Linked DNA regions of Sus scrofa: region 2 is linked to region 1. The links are chromatin contacts, called in public Hi-C maps. All regions are on one chromosome and are shown on one strand. Each heading gives the region's core, a stretch centred on a gene start, on an enhancer-like site or on the middle of the called end of the contact. The rest is flanking DNA. Distances are from core to core; before and after follow the strand shown. Region 1 overlaps IMMP2L (mitochondrial inner membrane protease subunit 2). Region 2 overlaps IMMP2L (mitochondrial inner membrane protease subunit 2).

What was found. A called contact is a pair of places that touch in the nucleus more often than the background predicts.
Region 2: a Hi-C map of liver shows a contact between it and region 1, with 6 times the contacts expected there. The contact joins two enhancer-like sites. A contact is called at or near these places in 1 of 5 promoter capture datasets (liver) and 4 of 47 Hi-C or Micro-C datasets (liver and skeletal muscle).

The regions. Positions count from the first base shown.
Region 1 is chr18:34,305,058-34,309,128 of Sscrofa11.1, reverse strand. The region is part of intron 4 of IMMP2L (mitochondrial inner membrane protease subunit 2); the gene reads right to left. Among named protein-coding and RNA genes, the nearest start is that of LRRN3, 160 kb to the left of the region's middle. Within about 2 kb of position 1,713, at least 5 of the 83 cell types and tissues checked have an H3K27ac peak or open chromatin away from gene starts, as enhancers often do. A contact at or near this core is called in liver, where this site is marked.
Region 2 is chr18:34,404,720-34,408,790 of Sscrofa11.1, reverse strand. All of the region lies in intron 4 of IMMP2L (mitochondrial inner membrane protease subunit 2), which reads right to left. Among named protein-coding and RNA genes, the nearest start is that of LRRN3, 59 kb to the left of the region's middle. Within about 2 kb of position 1,785, at least 4 of the 83 cell types and tissues checked have an H3K27ac peak or open chromatin away from gene starts, as enhancers often do. A contact at or near this core is called in liver, where this site is marked.

The DNA of each region.
Region 1 (4,071 bases), core at 464-2,963:
TACCTGTGGTACAATAACAATAACTGCGCATATCTGGCACAGGTCAATTCTATAGCGTGATGTGCACATTCTTGCCTAAAACATTAAAGTAACAATATCTTATGTTTTTGTGTTTTAATTAGACAAACATCTAATTCATATTTGTATCTTATTTTCTAAAAACTACGAATTTAATATGCTTTTGAACACTACCAATGAAAGTATATTCATCTACAATATCTGTTAATATACTTTAAGTCTCCACAGGTGTGCCTTGTTTGAGGAAAATAAATAATAATTCCAATTTATAAATAGATCTTTGCAAAAAAGAGGCCACATTAAACACATTCAGCACTGTTTTCTGTTATGTATCAAATTGAAAATAATGATCGGCTCTATAAAAACCATCTCTACGTAAGACACTGAATAGAAGGCAAAGATGAAATACATAAACTTTGGAGCTAGACAGACACAGATGTAAATTCTGGCTCTACAACTTACGAGCTGTGTGATTTGAGGGTAAGTCATTTAACAGTTTTAAGTGTTAAGTTTCTCATCTGTAAAAATGGAGATAGTATTTCAAGTTAAATAACAGGTGTAAAGTGTCTAGAAAAAATGTATAAAAATTAATGCCAACTTAGTCTACTTACATGAAATGATCCTTACCAACAGAGTATAACTGACTACAGCAGAATTTATGAATCAAGGAAGCAAACTGCTACTTATTATGGCAGTTCTAGTTAAAGACCAAGGTCTAGTCAAATGTATACTCTTTTACTTTTATCTTTATATATAAGTACAAAGTGCATACTGTATTTATCTAAATCTATACACACACGCAGATACATGTATACACATATATACACACACATATATCTTTTCCATGAAGGAGAAAACTGTAATATTTTCTATGTCTCCAGATGATTTATGGAACCAAATAACTTGGAACAAAATAAATACCCTTTAGTGGAGACAAAAAAAATTGTTACGGTCAATGAAAAGAGGCATTTGCAAGTATCGCTTAGGTATCTGAAGCCTGTGGCAAAAATGTATTAAATTTTAAAGTGTCTTCATATTTTATATGGAAAGTATGCTGCATCTGACCCAACCATGAAACATGCCCTTAACCAGTCTATGAAATAAGTTTTCTTTCCAGATCATGAAGAAGTATTCACTGAGAGTGTTGTGTGTTGTAGAACTGCTGTTTTTTTAAAGTGGAGGCTAAAGGGAAAAGAATAATTCAGAAAATAGAATATTTGTTTTCCCTACCATAAACTTTTGCTGAACACACTTTAGGGAAATAGAGACCACAAAATAGAGCAAGAGGAGGACAGGTGTATGTTGCTCAGCTCCCACTCAGATTGGCAATAAATCAATCCCTCTGAGACCCTGATTTTAACATACAGCTGCAGTCTATCAGCTAGGAAAGAATACAATCTCTTCCAGGATTATTTATGACAAAGCACTGCTAACTGAAGTTCAATTTGTTTGTGGAATTGCAGTCATTCTGATTCCACTAAAGAATAAATGAAGCTGCCTTTCATAGCTCCAACTCGAGAGCAGAAAAGAAAACAAAAGGGCAACAATCCAGGAGTTTAGATAAACGAACAGTAGGGAAAGATTTTTCCTGAAGTGGTGGAAAAATCTAACAAGCCACAGAGAACAATTCATTAACCTGAACCATCCCTGTACTTTTCTTGCATCAGCTGTAGTTTGCCTAGTAAGCCAACCATATCATGCAAATGAGCTGGCTGGGGTTTTTATTTAGTTGTTTAAACATTCCTCTTAGTTCTGAAGGCCTCGTGTATCAGTGAATTGCCAGACCTGTCAGGTGACCACTGTAAAAGTTCCTCCAACTCAATCAAGGCCAAAGCACAACAGATTAGGGCTACTGATTGAAGGAGATCAAATGTGAGACGCTAAAGACAGGAACATGTTAGAATGTTTCCAGAAAGCAAAGGGAATTTTATAAATATTCCTCAATTAAGTAAGTTTGGCCTCTGCTATACTATTATTTTTCATAATGACTCAATTATATAGAAACATTATTATCTGATCTTCCATAACCAGCTCTTAGTTTGTTATATTTAGTAAGCTGTCTTTTACTAGGGAAGAATATTTTTTTGTCACATGACAAATCTCTCTGTGTACTCTCTTGTGACTCAGATGTCTGAAGGTGAAAAATATTGTTATTAAAAAACCAGCCCTATTCTTTCTACCCCAAGTAAATATAAGTTGTCTTCAAAAGTAACACCAATTTTTAAAAAACACAATGTTGCCTTATTCACTGGTCATATTCAATCATTCCAGAAATATTTATTATTCTGAATATGAATTATATATGTATTAATATGTTGAAGTATGAAATACTTATTTTGCTGAAATTGTGCACTATCACTAGTAATCGTCCATCTAAATCCCCTGCAGAATTAAAAGCTAAACTATAGCAGAAGCACACTGTCAGCACTGTACACTGCACTAGTAAATGCTCAAGTTGATAAAGTTGATATTCTTGCATGGAGTAGTCATTTCCACAACAAAAATACATCTTAAAGTCCTTCATGTATTGGACTGCGATCCTATGTGACAGGAAACTTACAAGCATTAGAGAAGTAAAAATTTCAACTTTAGAGAAGTAAAAGATTCAACTCCACAGATCTTCTTATCTTAAAATTCACAAACTCCAAAGGATTAAAAAAGAAAAAAATCCAGTTGGAGGGACAGTATTATTTCTATTGAACTTCCATCTTCCATCTAAAACTGCAATGACACTCTGTCACCACTTTCCTCATGAGTTTCATTCCCGAATCTAAGATCTTCCCTGAAGGCCCAGCGAGTACACTCCTTCCTAACAAAACAGTCTGATATCTGTGAAAGCTGTGACACAAACAGAAAAAAGAAATAGAATTGGCTCTAACAAAAGGAGAAGAGAACATATCTCAGAATTTCATCAATCATTTCTTAAAGTAGATCATTCAAGAGTATGAAGAATTATCTTGCTCTCTAATCCATACCCACATGCAGAATTCTCTCCCTCAGGAATGGACTCAAAAGAAGCAATGGTTTATTCTTCTGGTGGCAGGTATCATATATGTCATGTAAAAGGCAGGCATCATCAACCATCTAGGGAAACAAATCAAAGTGTGTGTGTATGTGTGTGTGCATGCATGCATGCACATGTGTACCTACCTCTGTGTTTATGAAAGTCTGAGTATGGGGCTACTAGAAATATGCCAATGAAAAAATTCTGAATTGGGCAGTATAAACTCCAGTGTGGAAAACAGATTACAGAGATACAGCATATTAGATAAGCAAGAGCCCTAACTGTCGTCATAAGGGTTTTTAAATAGCTGTCACATGACTTGAGAAAATAAGAGGACAGTGCCACTGAAAAAGGGAAAGGGACAAGGAATAATTTGGGATGGAATATAGGAAAGGAAAAGAATACCAGCCTCTGGCAAATAATATGTGGCTCCAATGCTGCATTCGGCTTGAAGCCAACACTAAATTGAGTGTTTTGAACATTTACATTAAAATTCTATTTTTGAGAAGCCATGAAGAGTCTATTTAAGATTAGTAGCATTGGCACAATATGCAGCTAATTATTCAGAGATATCCTTCGATATTGTTTCAGATGCATGAACATTTTTTTGTAAGTCCCGAGCATTAGAAAATGCAGCTATCTATTGAGTATTATTCTAAAACTTTGGAGTATTCCTGGAAATATATTTTTAAAGGTACTGGTTTCCATGGTTGACAATGTCATTTATAAGAATGAAGAACTACTTTGAGTCTACATACAATGCTTTTTTTAAAAGTTAAAAATGATACAAAGAGAGTTAAAAACTTTCACAAATTTTACCAGTGTGGCCTGGGCATCCTCTAATTTCTACAAATGTTTCCAATTTTATTGTAGTGGAAAATATGGTAAGAAAGACAACATGGAAGATAAAAGCCTCGCTGTAATCCAAACAAATTCTATGTGCTAAAAGATTTCACCTAGATTGTGTACAAGAAGCAAGGAGAGGAGGGTTGGGGAGGAGAGAGTGTGTGTGAAGGCACATTGGGGGGTGAAACACTTCCCCAAATGTA
Region 2 (4,071 bases), core at 536-3,035, 100 kb before region 1:
GCAACATCATGCTTTTTTCACTGAAAAATACATAGCTCACTGGTGGTAGAGCACTCAGATCTTCTGGCTGTTAATCCAACAGTCTCTGTACCGTGCATCAGTATGCATAAATTCTGGTGTGTTTGGGACTGAGAGAAAGCAAAAGAGACAACACTAACTCAGCTATTATTTTCTGGTGTTATGGCCATATTCCAAACCTATACCACTAATATTAAAGGTTAAAGTCTTGGATATAATGTACTGATTAAGAAATAATATTGTGAAGAATGAGGATTTAGTTCCTTTATAGATAGACCTATGAATCTCCCCTCTCAATCTTTGCTCAAAATAAAATTTTATCACAACTTTTTTGTTAGTCAACATCCATATATACACATCAGATCTAAAAAAAGAAAGAAAAATAAGCCAGAATTTTCATCTTCATTTTTTCAAGAGAAAAGTTTGGGTTTCAGTTTAATATAAATCTTTCTCATTATCTCCAAATTTTAGATTAACGTTTCTCAAACTTTACTGTGTTTATGACTCATCTTGGAGCTTGCTGAACTGTAGATTATGTTCCTGGTCTAGGAACTACACTGAGTAGAAAAGCTTTAGAAAGTATCATTTATCCAAGAAGGGTAGAAACTGGAGAGACCTACTCAAACTTGGAAAATATTCTTAGTATACAGCTTAGTATACATACAAATGTTCCTGAGCACAGTTCCCTTACAGAGGAAGCATAATGCCACCCTGAAGAAGAGCAACAGGCATCCAGGTCAGAGCTCCACAATCTGTAGCCGACTTGACTCACACTTGACCAGTTTTTCTGCACCAAATCAGCTGTCAACAAAAAGATCACGAGGAGTACTAGGAAGCTGCATAGCATTCATGTATCAGTTCTTCCATTCTTTTTTTTTCTTTTTCTTTTCTTTCTTTCCTTAGGGCTGCACCCACACATATGGAGGCTCCCAGGCCAGGAGTCAAATCGGAGCTGTAGATGCTGGCCTACACCACAGCCACAGCAACGCCAGATACAAACTGTGTCTGCGAGCTACATCACAACTCATGGCAATGCCAGATCCTTAACACACTGAGCGAGGCCATGGATCGAATCCGCATCCTCATGGATCCTAGTTGGGTTCATGACCAACCGCTGAGCCACGACGGGAGCTCCTCAGTTCCTCTATTCTGACACCAATATTAACCCCAACTGGCACTTTGCAATACCTTTCAGTTCCGATGCTAACAACTCAAAGTCAGCACAGAACCCACAAGTGAAGGACTTCAGGGCTTCATAAGACTGCTTTCGCTTTAGAAGCCATGAGAGGGCTTCCCAGTCACTTGCATGTCTGAACAGATAGCTATACATTTGGGGGATTCTGATAACCATCCTCAGGACTGATAACTCTTCAGAATGCATAGAACTTAGAAAAGTCCTATACTTACAATTGCAGTTATATTATAAAGAATGTAAATCAGACCATTCAAATGACAAGAACCAAGGGGCAAGGTCCTGAAGGGTTTCAAAGGCAGAGCTTATGAGCTCTCTCTCTGTCACATCAGGGCATGTCACTCTTCCAGGACAGGAATGTGTTCATTAACCAACGGGGAAGCTCCACTGAGTTGTATCCAGAGTTTCTTTGGGCATTTTAGTCTCCAGCCCTGCACCCCTCCTTGGAGCTTGGGAAGTTGGGCTGCTACCACATGGCTCAAAGCTCTAACATGTTAATCACACAGTTAGTCTCATCAGCAGACCAGCCCCCAGGCTGCCATTAGCTTCAGTCACTTTATTTACATAAACTTAGATATGATCCAAAAGGCTCATGAATATCAAAGACACTCCTCTACAGCCACAGCCCAGTGCAAAGTCCTGTCAAATTGTTACACAACAGCTTCCATTTATTCTATTGGGTAAATTTCACTGCATTCTCTTTCACCTTAATGAAGGTAGAAATACATTCTTATGAAAAGTGAGTTAAGAAAGAAAGTGAGGTAATAAAGAAAAACAATTTTAAAAACTGAATTCTAGTCTAGCTCCTAACTAACCTGGCAAAATGTACGCATGTGACAAATCACTGTATCTCACAGTCTTGGTTTCCTCCTGGTATCAGTAAGAAATTGGATTGAATAATCTCCTTGCCACTTTCTGACTTTAATATTCCATAATTCCATGAGTCAACAAAATCTACTTTTTTCATATGCCCATTATGGAATGATTTTTCCGCTGCCCTGAATATCACCTCCTAGGCTGGTCAAAATGAGGGCTATCAGAAATATCTTTTTGGTACTTATGGTAAAATGATACTCCAATAATTATGCCAAAGAATAAAAATTCCCCTGAGCTGCATATTTTGATAAGTGCTAGCCCTAAATTACCTTCTTGGCTAACTTAAAAAAGTAAAAATTAACTCAATTAATTATGTACATTTATGAATGCATTTATTATCATTTCCTAAGACTTTCCCACAGACATTAAGGATTTGGAATTAAACCCAAATTCCATAACCGCCTGTGTCAAGGAACGCAAAACAATATGAGAATATTTAATTAAAGCAGAACATAAAGTAGGACAGAGCCCTCTAAACTTAATTATCAGTTATCCTTCATCTGCCTTTCTCGCTCCGACTCTACTAACTGATATTTGAACAGTAAATACCTTATTATTTGAAATAAGAACCTCATGTGTTAAATCTCATATCAGAAGTGTGACAAAGCTGTCTGCATAATTCCAATAAACGGACTTATCTCGTACACATATTGAAGAAATAAGACAAAAGTACAACAAGCAGGGTTCATTTTGATATTTCTCTTTCTTAAAGAGGACACAGCAGATCACTACGATAAATATCTATTGTGAATTTACAGAAATTCAGTAGGAAAATAATTCATGTTAAACAGAGGTTTTCAACATCATTAACAGAGACTGAGAAACTGGGCCAGCGTGCATGAGAGTATAAATCATAGAGGTCATGGGTGTTAATGAGGAAAAGAGCATTTATTAGCTTGCAATTTAAAATATAAAGCCCTTCTCCCACAATGGCTTAAAATGGAACAATATCCTATACCTGAGGACGGGAGAAGGCGGTGCCCTCAATTAGATGAACAAGTCTCCTGGCCCCCAAACTTTTACTGCTGTGATTGAAATTTATCATTCTGATTTTATTTTTAGATTGCAACATCTTTGTTGTTGTAGACAGAGAGCAGAACATAACCTGTCCTGTATCACTGTCTACATACAGAGTTGTGCACCTTCTTGTTTTTTTAAGGAAAGTACATAGTTCCTAAGTTCACAATTACTCAGTAGCTGAAGCACCATATTACCTAACTTTTGCATGAGCGCCAATCCCTGTTTTATGTGTGCATGTTTGTTTTGAAATTAAAAAAGACAGAAAAATATCTGTCAATATAAAAAATCAGAATGTTACAAAAAAGCTATCATTAGAAACTTCTATTTTATTATACAAAGACACATAAATTCAAATGAAATAAGCACAAGCACCTCATTTAAAAAGAGACAGCATATTATATAATCATGACCCTATATAATAACTTAGTAAGTTTCCAAGAAGTAACTTACTTTTCTGATACACCCCCTTCCTATTCCCCCAATTTCCTCCCAAGCTAAAGAAGCAGAGTAGATACCCCTGACTCCAGACCATGCAGCTTTGACTCTTAGGTCAAAAAGTCCAGGAGTAAATCTGTGACACCATGGGTTGTTACCCTTAAAATATTGAGAAGCAATTCCCTGTAAAAGGCCAACAATTATTGAATTATATATATATATATATATATATATATATTTTTTTTTTTTTTTTAAATAGAAAGGCTCAATCATGCCAACATTTAAAAATCTTATCTCGGATCGTTTTACAAATATTTATTTCTTCAAAATTTATTTTCTTTGCCTTCGAACTTCCTGTCCCACTGATTTCAAATGAAAGCACTCCTTGCAGACACTTCTTACTAAGGCCAAGACAAGGAATAAATATCTCTGATGACAATGGCTCTCACAATTTAAGCACACAAAAGTAAACTGAAACTACACCCAGGAAATTTCATCAGGGCCATTATGAAACTCAGGGTATTGGGTAT